Linked DNA regions of Macaca mulatta: all the other regions are linked to region 3. Evidence: chromatin contacts called from public Hi-C data. All regions are on one chromosome and are shown on one strand. Each heading gives the region's core, a stretch centred on a gene start, on an enhancer-like site or on the middle of the called end of the contact. The rest is flanking DNA. Distances are from core to core; before and after follow the strand shown. Region 1 holds the start of FAM151B (family with sequence similarity 151 member B). Region 2 has its middle 7.9 kb from the start of ZFYVE16. Region 3 holds the start of DHFR (dihydrofolate reductase).

Region 1 (4,480 bases), core at 790-3,289, 160 kb after region 3:
CATCCTATTGTGCCTTTTTAACTCTTTTATGTTAAGAATGTATTTTTTTTTTAAGTAAGGGGGAAAAATGACATATAACAGAAGAATCTGGTTAAGAATTAGTTTTATCAACAACTCGGTAATGAGAAGAAAATTTGTTTTTTTGTTTTTGTTTTTGTTTTGAGACAGAGTCTCTCTCTGTCGCCCAGGCTGGAGTGCAGTGGCAGGATCTCGAATCACTGCAAGCTCCGCCTCCCGGGTTCACGCCATTCTCCTGCCTCAGCCTCCCGAGTAGCTGGGACCACAGGCGCCCGCCATCACGCCCGGCTAATTATTTTGTATTTTTAGTAGAGACGGGGTTTCACCGTGTTAGCCAGGATGGTCTTGATCTCCTGACCTTGTGATCCGCCCGCCTCGGCCTCCCAAAGTGCTGGGATTACAGGCGTGAGTCACCGTGCCCAGCCGGAAAATTTGTTTTTTTAAAAATGGTATTTGTCAGGAATTGGACGTTTTTCACTTATGCACACATTTTTTTCCCCAAGATTCCGTAAACCTTGCATCGATTCAGAAGAGAACCTGGATTTATACAGCCTGTGAGTGAGAATGGTGTAAGTCTTGAGTGTGGGCTTTGTCCCAGATTTGTTTGGATTCTTAGGAAAACCAGGCTTTAAAAGGATTTATACTGAGAAGTAAAGAACCCAAGAGTTAAAAATGGAAAACTCTGGTCTGAAGAAAATGTTCTATGGAGGTTTAGCACAGGTCTTAAAAAAGAGAAAAAAAAGTTCACATCCTTTGACCCAGTAATTTCAGTTACAAGAATCATGTCCAGGATAAAAACAAACCAAAAACATAACTGAGGAAGAACAATGCAAAACTGTTTATTACAGAATGAATTCTAACAAAACTAAACAGAAAACAACTGACTAATGTTCAACATTAGGAGACTGGTTAATTACAATATAACTGTATTGTATACAATATAATTGTGTAAAACAATTCAGTCATTCAAAATTATGTTTATAAAAACCTTGGTGACATGGAATACTATAAGAGGCAGGATTTTAAAAATTATGTTTACCATGACCTTAACTCTATTTTTAAGAGTCAGGGTTGTTAGAAAATAACAAAAAGTTAGTAGTGGTGCCTGTGGGTATCAGCATTTGGGGAATTTTTTTTTCCTACTTCTCTATACTAATATACTTTATAAATGTTCTATAATGGCATTTATCAGAACCTGGACATTTTTCGCTTACACACACGTGTTATTCCAAGATTCTGTAAACCGTGCATCGATTCAGAAGAGAATCCGTATTTATACAGCCCGCTAGTCAGAATGGTGAAAGCGTGCATTATTTTTACAATTAGGGAAAAAATCTAAACTGAAGAAAGAACGCGTCACTGAGGTTGTCTCATACCACTACTTCAGTTTACAGAAAAGATACTGTAACGTTCAAGAGTGGAACTATTGTTCCGCAAGTTGAAGCACTTGACTCCAAGGGGAAACAAGCGAGCCGCACTCTGCCAGGTTTCCAGGCCGCGCGCTCAGCAGCCGGACTACGCCGGGCCCGGCCCACCGTCCGCATTCCCAAGCCTCCCCCAGTTTCCAAAGAGGAACCGACTGACCCAGACCGCCCCCATGCGGTCTGCGGAAATTAAGGAATTAGGGAAACGTCACATTCCTTTCCTTCCAACCAAGACCTCAAAAGACACTGACTCTGCCATTCTCCGACCTCCCCCTAACGCCTGTCCCTTAACGCCCACCCGGCAAACCAAGGTCATCGGCAGGCGATCGGGGGCGCGCCCCGAGTGCGGAGCGGGCTTCAAGCCCAGCCGCCCGGTACTGCGCGGCGCGCTCCTAGGTCCCTAGCAAGGAGGACCGCGGGAGCCCACAAAGGGAGGGTGCCGCCGGCGGAGCCTCTCAAAGCGCCCCACCTCCAGGCAGAGGCCGCGTGCTTGGCGCTTACCTGGGCCTCCAGCGGATGCTGCCATGGTGATGACGCCCGCCGTCCGCGCAGGCGCCCACCGGCTGGCGCCCCTGCTAACCGGGCACTGGCGGCACGGAAATTCGACTCCACAAACCACAGGCCTCGGGCAGGGGAAGAGCAAGGCGGGCGCCAGCGAAGCGGAACCAAATGGAGCCGCGGCACGCAGGCGCAGAGGCTGGCGTTCGAGGTTCGCTTTCGGGCCGCTCCGCCGGGCAGGTGTTGGCCAAGCGCTCCTCCGAAAGGTTTCGGAAGCAGGTGGTAGCTCTGAAGATAACGCTGCGTTAGGGAATACTGCGGCGAAGGATGGAACTCCGATTGAAAGCAGTTGCTGGAGTGGAGCACGAATTTCAAAAGTTGGATATATTTTCTTTTAAATGTTAGTAATATCCTAAAAGGGTGTGGAATCATTACTGATAAAAATCAGTGTTTCTGGCCGGGCACGGTGGCTTACGCCTGTACTCCCAGCACTTTGGGAGGCCGACGTGGGCGGATCACTTGAGGTCAGGAATTCGAGACCATCCTGGCCAACATGGTGAAAACCCTCCTTACTGAAAATTTTAAAAATTATCCGGGCATGGTGGTGCGCGCCTGTAATCCCAGCTACTAGCGAGGCTGAGGCACAAGAATGGCTTGAACCAGAGAGGTGGAGGTGATCCGAGATCGCACCACTGCACTCCAGCCTGGGCGATAGAGGTAGACTCTGTCAAAAAAAAAAAAAAAAAAAAAAAAAAGGTTTTTGTACAGTTATCGAGCAGATAACCTGAAGTTTTCTTCTCCCCTTCTGTCTCTCTACCAGTGTTCACTCAGAAAACGCTCCCAGCAACTGGGTTCTCCCATCCACTGTCTTTCTAGCCCTCCTTAACTCATTACTTTCTGATGCCAAACTAGTGATCAGAATTAGCAACAAAGCTCTGCCATTTTCGGCTTCTGTGACCAAAAAACTCAATCTGCCAGTGGTAGAGTTAGGATAACTATCATCACCTGACACATAATACAAAGGGGAGCGATTCTTGCCCAGCCTTTCAGATAAAATATTTTTCATCACTCCAAAGCAATCACTCTCCATTTGCCCCCTTCCTACCCCCAGGCAACAATTCATCTACTTTCTGTCTCATGAATTTGCCTATTCTGGAATTTGATGTAAATAGAATCACAGACTGTATGTATGATCTTTGTATCTGGCTTCTTTCACTTGGCATGTTTTCAAAATTCATCCATGTTTTAGCATGTGTCAGTACTTTCTTCCTTCTTATGTTGGAATAAATTCCAGTTTGTATATACCACATTTTATGTGTGTCCATTCAACAGCTGATGGACATTCGGGTTGTTTCCACATTTTGTCTTTTATGAATAATGCTGCTATGAACATTTATTGACAAGTTTTGCGTGGACGTATATGAACACATTTCTGCGTACATATCTGTGTACATACCTAGGAGTGGAACTAACTTGTTCATATAGTAACTCTGTTTAACTGTGTGAGGAACTGCCAGTTTTGCAAAGCAGCTGTACCATCTTTCATTCCTACCAGCAGTGTATGAAGATTCCAGTTTCCCCCCGTCCTCACCAGTACTCCTTGTTATTATGTGTTGTTTTTAATTATAATCCTAGTAGATATGAAGTACTACCTCATTATCTTGATTTGCATTTCCCTACTAATAATGTTGAGCCTATTTTCAGGTGCTTATCGGTCATTTATATATTTCCTTTGGAGAAATGTCTTCTCAAATCCTGTGCTCATTTCAACTGTGAGAATTCTTTGTATAGTCTCAATACAAATTAACAGATAATTTGCAAATATTTGCAATATATTATCCCATTGTGCAGATGGTCTTTTCAGTTTCTTGATGGTATTGATTGCAGTACAAGTCTTCTTTAAAAAACTTTTTTTTCTTTTTCTTTAGATGAAGTCTCACTTTGTTGTCCCAGGCTGGAGTGCAGTGGCATGATCTCGGCTCACTGCAACCTCCACCTCCCGGGTTCAAGTGATTCTCCTGCCTCAGCCTCCTGAGTAACTGGGATTACAGGCATGCACCACCATGCCTGGCTAATTTTTGCATTTTTAGTAGAGACAGGGTTTCACCACGTTGGCCAGGCTGGTCTCGACCTTCTGACCTCAAGTGATCCACCCCACCTTGGCCTCCCAAAGTGCTGGGATTACAGGCATGAGCCACTGTGCCCAGCTACCTTTTTTTTTTTTTTTTTAACTTTTAACTTCAGGGGTCCAAGTGCAGGTTTGTGTCTTTTTTTTTTTTTTTTTTTTGACTTTTAACTTCAGGGGTCCAAGTGCAGGTTTGTTATATAGGTAAACTGTGTTATAGGGGTTTGTTGTACAGATTATTTCATCAACCAGGTATTAATCCTAGTACCCATTCGTTATTTCTCCTGATCCTCTACCTCCTTCCACCCTCCACCCTCCAAAAGTCCCAGTGTGGTGTTCCCCAATCTGTGTCCATGTGTCTCATCATTTAGCTCCCACATTTATAAGAGCATGTGGTATTTGGTTTTCTGTTCCT
Region 2 (4,101 bases), core at 971-3,470, 240 kb after region 3:
TTTTTGTAGAGATGGCGGGAGGGGGTGGGGGGTGGTTGGAGTGTCTCATTGTGTTGCCAAGACTGGTGTCAAACTCCTGGTTTCAAGTGATCTTTCCACCCTTGCCTCCCAAAGTGCTGGGATTACAAGGCGTGAGCCACTGCGCCCGGCCAGTTTTTATTATTTTCAAGAGAAACAGGTATCTTGATGATTTTAAGAGGCTTAAATTCCACAATAATATGAACTCCCAAAACTATTCCTTTTTCATAAATAACCTGGGTAAAGAAAATACCAAAAGCAAATTGAACTCAACTGCAGTATTGCAATTTTTCATTTCTTTCCTGTTTCTTGGCTGGTCTTATGCTAACAAGCAATTTTAGAACCAGGGATTCTTTGCCACAATGCACAGAATGTGACCTGGAACTGTTAGTTAACCGCTGGTATTTAAGTGCTATGCAACCATACTAAAACACTCATTTCAAGAAAAAGGGATTTTAAATTTTTTTAAAAAAGATAAGACCTTTGTTAAAATTATCTGCTGGTCCATGGCCATTAAGATCAGCTGTTTGGAGCAATGCCACTGCTATTGATTGACTATGTCCTCCAAAATTCATGTGTTGAAATTTAATGGCCAATATGATAGTATTAAGATGTGAGGCCTTCAGGAAATAATTAAGTCATGATGAGGGCATAGCCTTCATGGACAGGACTAGGACCCTTATAAAATGGCTTGGAGTCTGGGTAACATAAGGAGACCCCATCTCTATAAAACACTTTTTTGTTAAATTAGCCAGGCATGGTGGCGTGTGCCTGTGGTCCCAGCTAGGGAGGCTAGGGAAGAAAGATTGCTTGAGCCTGGGAGGTCAAGACCTGCATGCAGTGAGCTGTGATCACACCACTGCACTCTAGTCTGGGTGACAAAGCAAGACCCTGTCTCAAAAAAAAAAAAAAATTAAAAATAAAAAATAAACAAAAGGGCTTGGCGATATGGTTTGGGTGTACTTGAACTGCATCCCAGAATTTCCATGCACTGTGGGAGGGACTCAGGGGGAGGTAACCGAATCGTGGGGCCAGTCTTGTCCATGCTATTCTCATGACAGTGAATAAGTCTCATGAGGTCTGATATAGGTTTATTAGGGGTTTCGGGCTTTTGCTTCTTCCTCGTTTTCTCCTGCCACTGCCATGTAAGAAGTGCCTTTCACCTCCCACCATAATTCTGAAGCCTCCTCAGTCATATGGAACTGTAAGTTCAATTAAACCTCGTTTTCTTCCCAGTCTTGGGTATGTCTTTATTAGCAGTGTGAAAATGGACTATGAAGTGTACTTGGGTTCACTGTCTTCCATTCTTCCATGTGAGGACACCAAAACACCACTACATAGAAGGAACAAACCTTCCCCAGACAGCAAACCTCCTGACACCTTGATCTTTGACTTCCCAGCCTCCAGAACTGCAAGAAAATTAATTTCTTTTCTTTGTAAATTACCCAGTCTCAGGTATTTTGTTATAGCAGCACAAATAGACTATGACAGTCACTAATGAAAAAAATGGTTACAGTTTTGATGATCATGAGAACTAATTTTTTAAATGCAAAGAAAAGTTTGGAAAGAAATCCACTAAAATATTAACTGTGACTATAAATCATGAGTGATTCTCCTTTCTGAGAAAAAAACACTTGAAGAATTGAACATTTTCTTTTTAAAAGTATTGCTAAATTCATAATTAAGACAACCTATTACCTCACATTTATTATGCAATCTCTGCATACAATATATTGCATGACTGTGCATCATAAGCCACAAATAAACCAAAAGGACGAATGAGCACTTGTGTCTGGTTGCTGCCTTAGAGGTGGCAACAAGAAACAGTCATTCCCAAGGCTCAAGTATAATACAGCTTCAACATCATGACACAGATTCTTTCATCAAATTATTTGCCAAATATTTTCAGTTCTCCTTTCTTCTGGTCATATGATGGCAGTGTACTTCCTGACCCCCTTGAGGTTAAATAGGGCTATGTGACTGATTCAGACCAATAAATTGTGAGCAGAAATGACATGTCATTTCCAGACTGAATTCTTTACTCACCAATGTGAGATCCTCCTGAGCCTACTTTCCCTCTGGCATAACAATAGACAAGATTTGATACTGTGACTGCTCCATCAGCCTGAGTCCCTGTGGGATTTCAGTGAAGAAAAAAAAACCTTGTTGTTTTGTGCCCTGGGATTTTGAGAGTGCTTTAGTACCGCAGCATAATTCAGTCTGTCCTTGAAGATAAACTGGAACTTTGTGTTATGCCCCTGAGATTTGTGGCTGGCTATTCTGATTGATACACTGAGATAAGGCTTCAAAAAGACTATCTGCAACAGCATTGTTTCCTAGCATGTTTTTCCTTTGCAAGTGAATTACTCTACATTCACGGCCACAGATCTTATTTTTATCTAAACACCCACCTATTTTATCCCCTCTCCCCCACAATTAGATTATCTTGAGGCAAAGCTCATTTATTACATATTTTATCTCTAAATTTTTCTACACGTATATTTAAAAGATAAGTAGAAAACCTACAAAGTGGAAATAATGCAGTCAACCCCCTTGTAGCCAATCCCATAATCCAGCTTCAATATGGACAACCTAGTTTCATCTGTTCCATTACCTGCCCATATGATTTGAAAGCAAATGCCGTATGTTATATTATTTCATCCATAAATATTTCAATATATATTTGCAAAAGAAAATAACTCTGCCTGGGGGCAGCGGCTCATGCCTATAATCCCAGGACTTTGGGAGGCCAAGGCAGGCAGATCACCTGAGGTCAGGAGTTCAAGATCAGCCTGGCCAATGTGGCAAAACCCCATCTCTACTAAAAATACAAAAAAAAAAAAAAAAAAAAAAAAAAAAAAAATCTGAGCATGGTGGTGCATGCGTGTAATCCCAGCTACTCGGGAGGCTGAGGCAGGAGAATCACTGGAACACAGGAGGTGGAGACTGCAGTGAGCCGAGATCATACCACTGCACTCCAGCCTGGTAACAGAGCAAGACTCTGTTTCAAAAAAAGAAAAAAAGAAAGAAAAGAAAATAACTCTTCACAAAAATCTAATAATACCATAATCATTCCCGAAAAAAATTTAATAATAATTCTCAATATTACCAGATATTTAGGTACTGATATTCATATTTCTTTTTTTTTGTTGAGATGAAGTCTCCCTGTCTCCCAGGCTGGAGTGCAGTGGCCGGATCTCTGCTCACTGCAAGCTCCGCCTCCCAGGTTCATGCCATTCTCCTGCCTCAGCCTCCCCAAGTAGCTGGGACTACAGGCGCCGGCCACCTCGCCCAGCTAATTTTTTGTATTTTTAGTAGAGACGGGGTTTCACTTTGTTAGCCAGGATGGTCTTGATCTCCTGACCTCATGATCGACCCGCCTCGGCCTCCCAAAGTGCTGGGATTGCAGACGTGAGCCACCGCGCCCTGCCTGGTATTCATATTTCTAATTGTTTGATAAATGTCATAATTTTTTAATGGTTTAAATGAATCAAAATCCAAATAAGATCCACATACTGAGATTAGTTCATGTGTAATAAAGTTTCCTGTTCCTTTTTTGTTCCTAGCAATTTATTTTTGAAAAAAAGTTGTCTTTTGGCCTGTAAAATTGACAATATCTACATTTTTCTTTTTTGCGTACATCCTCCCCATTGTATCTTTTAACATGTTTCTCTCTCCGCTGTGTTTCCTATGAACTTGCAGTTAGCTCTAGAGGCATGGTTTGATACAGGCTTAGTGTTTTGGTAAGGCTGCTTTATAAGCGGTGTTGTGCACTTCCATCAGGAAACACATAATACCTTGTTAGCTCTCATTCGGTGATGTTAACAACCATTAATAATTGCTTCTTGGGGCCGGGCGCAGTGGCTCAAGCCTGTAATCCCAGCACTTTGGGAGGCCGAGACGGGCGGATCACGAGGTCAGGAGATCGAGACCATCCTAGCTAACACGGTGAAACACCGTCTCTACTGAAAAATACAAAAAACTAGCCGGGCGCGGTGGCAGGCGCCTGTAGTCCCAGCTACTCGGGAGGCTGAGGCAGGAGAATGGCGTAAACCCGGGAGGCGGAGCTTGCAGTGAGCTGAG
Region 3 (4,223 bases), core at 713-3,212:
TGTCTACGTTCCAAATTTCTGTACTGTTTGAAATTTCTGTAGCAAGAATGTTTTAATTTTATAATCAGGACAAAAATAGCTAGAAGGAATAAAGGAGAAAGTTGGGAGAACTACAGTTAAATTGCAGAATTCTAGCTCTACCATCCCTTTAACGTCCTATACACATCACCATCACCTATAGGGCGCCACTCTGCTCAGGAACAAAGGGGACCTTTCTCCAAAAAGAAAAAAGACATAATTCTAATATACTCTTCCACCCTCTGGAGAATTCCAGAATAACAGGGCCATGACTGAGAGAGAAAAGAATCCCCCACAACTCACCAGAGTTGCCAGACATTCCCAGATCACTTCCTCCTTCCTTTTGTTGGGCTTTCTTTACTTTCTTTTTAACAGGCCCATCATTTTCCAATGGTCTCTTCTTACTTCTGTCAATTTCTGTAGCCTATATCGGGAAGGTTAGAAAATGATGTGTTATCTCTATTCTGAGAAGGCCTGAGGTATGCGAAGTAATTTAAACCTTACATCTGAATGACAAGTTCCTTGCCATCCATTCTTCAAAGAATCCCCTACGTTTAGTACTGGAAAAGTCTATGGGTGAACTGTTTTTAACACCATAAAAGACAAGGTAGAGTCTGATGACTGAGGCCAGGAGTCTCAGCAACTCAAGCCCTGTTTAGAATTAATTGAAACCAAGGCTGCTACCTGTCTTGACTCAATCAGCCTTCAGCTTTCTCTAATTATAAAACTTGAATCACCCTACTTACATATGCTAAATAAAATACCTCTAAGAAATAAACAGCTATGTAGCAAAGGCACAGAGAGGAAAAGATACATAATAAAAGAACAGTATCATTTTTGACATGGTCATTCCAATTTAAGTGTTTCCTGTTTAAATGGTTTATGTTCATCACTAAAGATGTGACAAGATTATGAACTTTTTCTTGGCAGAAAACTTGCCAAAAGCATACGTAAGTCCTTCACCAACTACCCTTTAAATGGTGGGTGCAAACTTTTGGTGAATTCACGAAAATGTCGGCCTCAAAAAAAAAAAAAAAAAACAAAAACAGAAGAGAAGTAATCACTATAAGGGAGAAACATATAAGAAGGGAACAAGATTTTGAAGCACCCAAGCTGTCACCTACATTATAACACGGTAGGTGGCTAAATACCAGTCTTCAATGCCTTTCCACCCTCAGTTTGAAACATACTGTGCAGGTGACCCCAGTGAGGGGTCACCCTTGGGCTTTTCCCCTGGCAGTATCTCCCGTCTAAAAACAAACAAATGTACTTATTGCGTTGAAGGATGGCAACAGGAAGGACTCCATAATTAATCACATCTATACCATCCTAAGAAACTTTATCCACCCAAATTGTATTTCAGACTTTATAATCTAAACTACAAAAAGTGTTCACTGGGGAACTGCACAATATGACTGCTTTTAACCGTAGTGATTTGAAATATTGAGCAACGCTGTTGCAGCCTTGAAAACTGGAGACCTAACGGCAGCTTTCTTCTAGTCACCCAATCCTGCACTTTTTAAATCAGTAAAACTCTTCGACCACCAAGGAAAAAAAAAAAAGGATGGAGGTTAAAAGACGCACCCCTTACCCACAAGCCCTCTTATCAGAATGCGAGTCAGGAGACCTGAGTTCCTGTCTCAGGTCTGCCATAAAACACCTGCGTAACCTTAGCCTATCTCCTCAAATGGAAGTACTAAAAACCTCAGCGCTTCACCTAGTTTGTAGCCCCGCCTGGGCTCTTCCCACCTTCCCCTTCTTCAGCCCACCCCTTCCTCCTCCAGCCCTGCCATCTGGCGGAGAGTACCCGCCTCCGCCCGCCTCACCCACAAGCCCCGCCCACCGGCCCCGACAGCCCTTCCCCGTCCTGGACAGAACCTACCACGAGCGGCGGCAGCTGGGGCGGGAAAGTGGACGCTGGGGGCGCTGCGGCGTCACGGTCCACCTGATCGGTTGCACCCGTGGGGGAGGAGGTGGATTTCAGGCTTCCCGTAGACTGGAAGAATCGGCTCAAAACAGCTTGCCTCGCAGGGACTGGGCTGGAGGCAGCGAGGCCGCCCAACGCAGGCTTCCGGCGAGACATGGCAGGGCAAGGATGGCAGCCCGGGAACAGGGCCCTGCCGGGAGCGCGAGCCCGCGGCCGCAGTTCCCAGGCGTCTGCGGGCGCGAGCCCGCCGTGACCCTGCCGTGCGCCGGGGCGGGGGGCGGGGCCTCGCCTGCACAAATAGGAACGAGAGGGCGGGGCGGCCACAATTTCGCGCCAATCTTGACCGCGCGTTCTGTTTTAACTAGCGGGCTCGGAGGTGCTCCAGCTGCTGTCATGGTTAGTTCGCTAAACTGCATCGTCGCTGTGTCCCAGAACATGGGCATCGGCAAGAACGGGGACCTGCCCTGGCCGCCGCTCAGGTATCTGCCGGGCCGGGGCGATGGGATCCAGACTGGCGCAGGCTGCCCGCGGTCGGGGTATCTGGGTGGGATGCGCTGGGCCGACTCCCGGCGAGAGGATGGGGCCAAACTTGCGGTCTGCGCTCGCAGGAAGGGTGGGCCCGACTGGATTCGGATTCCCCTTTTCTGCTGCGCAGGAGGCAAAGTTGCTGATTTCTGCCCGGATCCTGCTGCCAGGTGAGGTCTTTGCCCTGCGGCGCCCTTTCCCAGGGCAAAGTCCCAGCCCTGGAGAAAACACCTCACCCCTGCCCGCAGCGCTCCGTTTGTCAGGTGCCTTAGAGCTGGAGCTCAAGGGATAATTGTCATGCGTGTCCATGTGAAGAGACCACCAAACAGGCTTTGTGTGAGCAACATGGCTGTTTATTTCACCTGGGCGCAGGCGGGCTGAGTCGGAAAAGAGAGTCAGCGAAGGGAGATAAGGGGTGGGGCTGTTTTATAGGATTTGGGTAGGTAAAGGAAAATTACAAAGGGAGGTTGTTCTCTGGCGGGGTAGGAATGGGGGTCACAAGGTGCTCAGTAGGGGAGCTTTTTGAGCCAGGATGAGCCAGGAAAAGGAGTTTCACGAGATAATATCGCTTAAGGCCAGGACCGGCCATTTTCGCTTCTTTTGTCTTGGAATGTCATCAGTTAAGGTGAGGCAGGACATTTGCACTTCTTTTGTGATTCTTCAGTTACATCAGGCCATCTGCGCGTATACGTGCGAGTCACAGGGGATGCGATGGCTTGGCTTGGGCCCAGAGGCCTGACAATAATGTTTCGAGTAACGCTCTTTCTCTAACTTGTAGGAATGAATTCAGATATTTCCAGAGAATGACCACAACCTCTTCAGTAGAAGGTAATGTGGGATTAAGTAGGGTCTTGGTTGATGAAATTTACCAATGCAAATGTTATTTAAATGGAAAGTTTTCCGTGTTAATCTGGGACCTTTTCTCTTATGGATCTGTATGCAGTTCCCAAGGTTCATTTACCACTATTAAAATTTTTTTGTCTTAGAAATTTTATGTTAACGCACGAGCAAATTATCAGGCATGGGGCAGAATTGGCAGCTGGGTGGAAGCTTCAGTGGAGGTTAGCACTCGGAAAGGAAAGCAGAAGAGGCCTTTGGAAGAGCTGCTGGAAGAGATAAGGCCTGAACAAAGGCAATGGAGAAGAGAGGGTAAAAAATTTTTAAGGTTACATGACCCTGGATTTTGGAGATCAGGAATTTAAAGATGATGCATCAAGGAAGAACGCTCAGATTTTCAGTTTGAAAGCTGACGTGACATGTAAAGGAGTGGAGAATAATGTACCATTGTAATGATGAGGCACCTCTAGGACATCTAGGATAATTTCAGGCACAGAGATCTAGGTGAATTGAACTATTGGAGGGAAGGGAATAACCAAGGAAAAGAATGTGGGGGTTGAGAGATGCCCCATTTAAAATCTAAGAGACCTGGATATTTATGGTTGTAAGAGGAGACATGGCAGAGGAAACAAACAGTAAGAAAGGAGCAGATGCTGCAGCTCTTGAATGGAACAGATACAAGGTATTTGGATTTGACAATTAGGTCACTGGTAGAGATGATGACGAGAGCCCATAGCTAAAGAATTGATAAAAGCCACTCTCAGAAATCCCAATATGGTCTGGTAATGTTGATGTTTCTTTGGTTCAGATAGCTGAGTCTCAAAGTTATTCTCCTAAGAAATTGACCCAAAGTGGACGCTATATGTAAAAAGGTTTTATAGAAGCGTTAAAAGAGTAGGATACAGACATAATTAAA

The links. A called contact is a pair of places that touch in the nucleus more often than the background predicts.
Region 1: a contact with region 3 is called in a Hi-C map of liver, with 3 times the contacts expected there. The contact joins the promoter of FAM151B here to the promoter of DHFR in region 3. A contact is called at or near these places in 4 of 14 Hi-C or Micro-C datasets (fetal cortex germinal zone, fetal cortical plate, fibroblasts and 1 more).
Region 2: a Hi-C map of blood shows a contact between it and region 3, with 2.5 times the contacts expected there. The contact joins the enhancer-like site here to the promoter of DHFR in region 3. A contact is called at or near these places in 2 of 14 Hi-C or Micro-C datasets (blood and fetal cortex germinal zone).

What each region holds. Positions count from the first base shown.
Region 1 is chr6:86,813,954-86,818,433 of T2T-MMU8v2.0, reverse strand. It overlaps FAM151B (family with sequence similarity 151 member B), which reads right to left and starts at 2,039. Exons shown (of 6, transcript NM_001194307.2): 1 at 1,944-2,039. The coding sequence starts at 1,968.
Region 2 is chr6:86,732,695-86,736,795 of T2T-MMU8v2.0, reverse strand. No RefSeq gene overlaps it. Among named protein-coding and RNA genes, the nearest start is that of ZFYVE16, 7.9 kb to the left of the region's middle. Within about 2 kb of position 2,220, at least 12 of the 40 cell types and tissues checked have an H3K27ac peak or open chromatin away from gene starts, as enhancers often do. A contact at or near this core is called in blood, where this site is marked.
Region 3 is chr6:86,973,136-86,977,358 of T2T-MMU8v2.0, reverse strand. It overlaps DHFR (dihydrofolate reductase), which reads left to right and starts at 1,962. Exons shown (of 8, transcript XM_078004951.1): 1 at 1,962-1,991; 2 at 2,311-2,424; 3 at 2,601-2,806; 4 at 3,249-3,298. The coding sequence starts at 3,274. It overlaps MSH3 (mutS homolog 3), which reads right to left and starts at 2,177. Exons shown (of 24, transcript XM_015140339.3): 1 at 1,901-2,177; 2 at 322-442. The coding sequence starts at 2,101.